2 separate regions of the Mus musculus genome follow, and region 2 is linked to region 1. A link is a contact called in public Hi-C data. All regions are on one chromosome and are shown on one strand. The core of a region is the stretch at or near the end of the contact, and the rest is flanking DNA. Distances in the headings are between cores, read along the strand shown. Region 1 overlaps Ksr2 (kinase suppressor of ras 2). Region 2 has its middle 76 kb from the start of Nos1.

What was found. A called contact is a pair of places that touch in the nucleus more often than the background predicts.
Region 2: a contact with region 1 is called in a Hi-C map of the N1E-115 cell line, with 2.8 times the contacts expected there. The contact joins two enhancer-like sites. A contact is called at or near these places in 1 of 39 promoter capture datasets (hippocampal neurons), 2 of 484 Hi-C or Micro-C datasets (the N1E-115 cell line and embryonic stem cells), 1 of 115 datasets of contacts at active chromatin or transcription factors (astrocytes) and 1 of 9 other capture datasets (pancreatic islet).

Annotation. Positions count from the first base shown.
Region 1 is chr5:117,608,184-117,610,982 of GRCm38.p6, reverse strand. The region is part of intron 4 of Ksr2 (kinase suppressor of ras 2); the gene reads right to left. Among named protein-coding and RNA genes, the nearest start is that of Gm42013, 130 kb to the right of the region's middle. Within about 2 kb of position 1,427, at least 4 of the 459 cell types and tissues checked have an H3K27ac peak or open chromatin away from gene starts, as enhancers often do. A contact at or near this core is called in the N1E-115 cell line, where this site is marked.
Region 2 is chr5:117,788,945-117,791,743 of GRCm38.p6, reverse strand. No RefSeq gene overlaps it. Among named protein-coding and RNA genes, the nearest start is that of Nos1, 76 kb to the left of the region's middle. Within about 2 kb of position 1,438, at least 14 of the 459 cell types and tissues checked have an H3K27ac peak or open chromatin away from gene starts, as enhancers often do. A contact at or near this core is called in the N1E-115 cell line, where this site is marked.

The DNA of each region.
Region 1 (2,799 bases), core at 178-2,677:
TGAAAGACCACTTTTGATGGGAAGTACACAAGAAAGTCTAGCAGCCTCAGCTTCAGGGGTAGGACCATCACTTAGATGAACTCACAGAGTCACAGGATGCTCCAGAGCCCTAACCCAGAGCTCCAGCCACATAATGCTATGACGCCTGATCCCAGTTGAGTACCACTGAGTGGACTTCATGCTCAGAGCTCAGACATGCTCAACTACTAAGCTCTAGTACTCTCTGGGTGTGACTACCAAGACTCCGTCTTTTTCCATAACCTTGACTGTTCAGAGCCTCAGGCTAGGGAATAGCCTGTGATTTAACTGGCAGGTCTAATCGGAGACATGGTTGGTTCCTCTATGACAAAGCAATAACAGCAACAAGGACCATCACTAGTGTGCTCTTCCCAGCTCCTCCCACTCCACCGCCCAGTCCCAAGGTGCTGAGACGATCCATTCAGAGAATGGAGCCATTCATTTGCCTAAATCTACTCTGCTCCTCAAAGCTGCTAAAACATCAACTAACCTCAAATTTTAAGATTAAATGGAAAATCCTTTTCACTGGTCACATGAGGCACCTTTACAGCGTTGCAGAGCCATGGGTGGGTTGACCAGATGGCTCAGAGGATAAAGGCACCTGCCACCACCAAGCCTGATGACCCGAGTTACATGGCTGGGACCCACATGGTGGAAGAAGAGGACTAATCCCCACGATCAGTCCTCTGACTTACACACACACACACACACACACACACACACACACACACACACTTACACACCCTGGGGCACATGGGTGTGCACATGTGCATTCAACAATAATACTCACTAATTAATACAATTCAGACTTTTAAAAAAAGTTGCATGTGGCTATTGGCCACTGCTATAGAAGATGAAACACTTGGTCACTCCCACCCACTCCAACTCCCACAATGGAGGAGGGAACCCCAACAATGATTCACCACTAGATCAACAGTTCCATTTCCCCTCCATCTCCTGCCTCCCTCCTCCTTACTCTTTCCTCTCTCATCCCCCATCCTCCCTTCCCTCTCCTCTCTTCTTTCTCTTGTCAGATTTCTATCTACCCATCGTAGAAAAATTAACTTTGCCTTGCCAGAGACTGAAAGCCTCTTCACTGTGCCTCAGAGTGGAGTGGTCAATTAAATTACCACCATTCCATCAGATGGAGGAGCTGCAGGCTGGAAAGAGTCAGGGTGGAGGGTGCACCAACTTTTATTATGGAGTGGGAGGACAGAGAAGTAAATTCGGTGTGTGTGGTATGGCCCCTTTGTCACTGTGCCTTTAAAAGATGTGTATTCATCCCCAGGTAACCCAGCAAACAGGTCTGGGGCTGCAAGATCCAGAAGCACGGTGGTAACCCGGGAGAGGTCAGGTGTGGCATTCTGTAGAGCCCTGAATGTCAGGCAGAAGGGAGGCTTGGGAAGGTCTGGGGTCAGGAGGGAGGCAGGGGTGCTGTCAGGAGGGCACAGTCAGGGCAGGGAACTCAGAATGAGGGTGGGGGCAGTGGACCAGACCGCTGCAGATCTGCTCTGCCATTTTTTTGATGACAGGTTAAATTCTATGCCAATGGCCACAGGAAGCTGGAGGGGGGGATGCCATGAGACTGTGTTTTTAAAGGGTCTCCCTGCTTGAAGTATAAAGTGGAGTCTGATGGGGCAAGTATGGAATGGGGTAGAAGAGATGGCTCAGTGGGGAAAGGTGCTTCCTATGCAAGCTCACAGATGGCCTAAATTTGATCCCTGGAACCCATGGTGGAAGGAGAAAACTAGCTCTCAAACGTTTCTCTGACCTCTACACATACACTGTGGCATGTGCATGAACACACACACACACACACACACACACACACACACACATACATATACACACACATGCACTCAAGCACCCATAACTCTTTCAATCTTTATTTTTGTTTTTAATTAAAGAGGAATTGGAGTAGATGGGTGTGGCCCAGCTGTAGGGCATTTGCCTAGAATCCCTCAGTAAGGGGTTGGGATTGTAGCTCAGTGGCAGAGCACTTGCCAAACATGTGCAACACCTGAGTTCCATCTTCTTTGCCAGGAAACAAAAAAGTGTTTGTACTGGCTGGTTTTGTGTGTCAACTTGACACAGGCTGGAGTTATCACAGAGAAAGGAGCTTCAGTTGGGAAAGTGCCTCCATGAGATCCAGCTGTGGGGCATTTTCTCTATTAGTGATCAAGGAAGGAGGGCCTCTTGTGGGTGGTGCCATCCCTGGGCTGGTCGTCTTGGGTTCTATAAGAAAGCAAGCTGAGCAAGCCAGGGGAAGCAAACCAGTAAGTAACATCCCTGCATGGCCTCTGCATCAGCTCCTGCTTCCTGACCTGCTTGAGTTCCAGTCCTGACTTCCTTTGGTGATGAACAGCAATGTGGAAATGTAAGCTAAATAAGCCCTTTCCTCCCCAAGTGTTTCTTGGTCCTGATATTTTGTGCAGGAATAGAACCCTGACTAAGACAGTGTTATTAGGGAAAAGATTGTCAGGGCAAGACATTAATGGCTTAAGCTAGGGTGAGGTTGTGGGAGTGGAGGTAGTCCATGGAGACCCATCTCTTTAGACCAAGCTGGCTGATTTAATAGGGAGGGATACATGGAGACCCCAGCTGCTTCCTCAACTGGTGTGTCCTATAGAAAAGTAAGGGCACACACACAAGAGCACACTGTCCCTCTGCTGATAGCATGGGTCCGTCCCAATCAACCCACTGCCCAGTGAAACTATCACAGGCTGAAAAAAGCACTGGATACACCCACCCAGTGGTCTTTCGAAACTCAGCTCCCCAGCC
Region 2 (2,799 bases), core at 189-2,688, 180 kb before region 1:
TGAATTACACCCAAGCCACCATTTCTGCTCAACATTTATAGTGGGTTCTGGGGATTTCAACTCTGGACTGTACAAGTACTGGAACCACCGAGTTATCCTCCCTCTTCTAAGATTCCTACCTTGATGGATCAGCCCCAAGGTGTGTGTCTGTTCCCAGAGGAAACACTCAGCTGACCCCAGTAGAGATGCATCTAGTCAGAGGGTGGTAACTCTTCAGACAGGCAGCTCCTGCCATCTGACATGGAATCTGGGCTCTTGGGATGCCACTAAGAGGGACCATGAATGTAGACAGGAAAACCAGTATCTTTATTTCATGCTAGCCTCTCCCTAAAACCTAATACTTTCAGCCCTTAAAAGGACAAACATCCCAGGACTGTTTTCAATACCTGTATCTTTGTCTCCCATCCCTTTTAGTTACCGTAAATATCAGTTACCATAAATACCCTGAGATATTTATACTTGTCCATACTTCAAGATCCCACAGCTTGCTATTGTCTATCTTGAGATGGGAGGGGTCTCATTAATGTAGCCCAGGCTGGCTTCAAAATTCATACCCCGCCCCTCAGCCTCCTGAGTACTGAAATTATAAGCATGCACCTCCCAGTAGTGACATAAAACAGCAGTGTTAGCCTTACAGCTAGCTCCTGTTAATCGATGTGCCAGCACAAACACACAACAGCTCACTGTGTTTAAGGGAAGTGGTACATTGTGAATCATAGGGTTTCAAACAGTTCATGTACATCCTGGAGCATTGCATTCTGGTGCACAGAGAACAAGGCTCTGAGAACCTGGCCTTGGATCCTCAGCACCCGTGGAAAAGCTGGATGTGGCAGTGACCTCTGCAAAGCCAGGGGTAGGGGCTGGGCAGAGACAGGTGGATCCCTGGAGCTCACTGGACTGGCATGCTATCAAGCTCTAGGCTGGGAGGGGAGAGATCCCGTCTCAATAGATAAAGTAGAGAGACATTGAGGAAGACTGTGACATTGACCTCTAGCCTCCGCGTGCATGTGCTCTTGCACCACCCCCACCCCCATTGCGCTGAGAAGGGGTCTGTGCCCCTGAGCACGAGGAGAAAGTGAGTTAGAAGAGACTCATGAGGTCATAGGATCCTTCCCAGATCCACAACCTGCAGGAAGCTGAGACCAGATGTGTGGTAGAAAGGACACACCAACGGAGGAGGGAATTACAGTGACTCCTCGGTGTAGGGAGGGGCTGCTGTGCTGACAGTTTCCCCCCCCACTCCCACCCCCCCCCCCCCCCCGCAAGCCCACTGGCTTCCAGGCACTCCCTAAACAATGACTCTGCAAACATCACACATAAAACATTGGCAAACAGCATGAGGAAAGATGGCTATCGGCTCTTGTTTACCACCTAGGAAACACACTCCTCCTTGTGTTAAGGGATGAGTCCCAGACCACACAGCCGGTGTGAGGCAGACGGCTAGGGCTGAGACTGTGGGCCTCCTGGTTCCTCCGAGTGTGTCTGCCTGACTCACTCATCCCTGCTGCCAAGCCCGCTCAAGTTGCCCATGAAGCAACCAAGGACCAAAAAAGGTGGGTGGAGCCAAGACCAGATCCCTGCAAGCCTAGGAAAGTGGTGGAGGTTTCCCTTAGCTTAGCTGCATGGTGGTTCATCCAAATCCCCAGGTCGTGGCCCTGGGAAGGCCATACTCAAGCCCGTTCTTAGGGTATCACTATCAAGACGCAAAACCTGCGAAGTTTATTCAACCGTCTGTTTATCCTTTCCTCCCTCCTTCCTTCCCTATTTCTCTATCCTGCCTTGCAATTTCCTCAAGGAACTCATCCTATAGCCCAGGCTGGTCTTGAACTCATGACCCTCTAGGCTCTGCTCCCTCAACTGAGATGACTGATACACACCACCCTGCCCCGTCTATTTCTTTCCACATCCCTTGCTCTTATCTTTCCCTCCTGACATCAAACCGAAATGCCCCCAAACCTCTTGGATCCTATACAACCTTTCATGATTCCTATTTTCTGCAAGATACACTTGATTTCCTGGGGCCTCCCTACCCCGGGCTGTAAACATTGGCTTCCTGGACTTGGTGCTTTAGTACGCAGGCAGAGGCAGCCAGCGTTCTTCAACTGACGGATGAACATCTTGTTGCTGAACTCCGTGCCTTCTGAAGTCGCTTCTGCATCATGCCTGTGACAGCCACCGGACCGAGCCACCCCAACTGTAATTACCACACAAGGACAAGGGGACAGTGTGGAAATGCTCCTGCTGGTGCCCAGTGAAGCCTGAGGATGGGACATCAGCTATACCTTAAGGAAGAGATGGACTCACATCCTACTGAGGAAAATGAAGCAGAAAATCAAGTCACCACAGCAGAGGCACTGTAAGGGTGATTAAAAGAACCCTCTAGAAGGGAAAAAAAAAAAACCAAACATGCAACCTAGCCCCCAAACCCAACAACTGTGAATTAAACTTCAAGTTAAAAAAGGAAAGGACCCTCTAGGCAGCATGTCCCACACTTTCTGGGTGTACAGTGATTTTGTTGCGGCAGAGCGACACACTGCCCGTCACAGGCGTGTTTTGAGGGCGAGTTTTATTGGCTGCATAATTGCAATCATGTTTACCGTGTCTATTCACTTCTGCTGTAGAACAGTGTGGGAGACGGAAGAGCTGGGAACTCACGGAGCGTGTCTGCTGGCACCCATTTAAACATCGTAATGAGGACATTTCACGGTGACACTGAAGGGGACGTGCCTGTGAGGATCTGAGCCCTTTAAAGGCATGCCACCATCTCTAAAGACACTGCGGCAGGCACCACCATAAAGG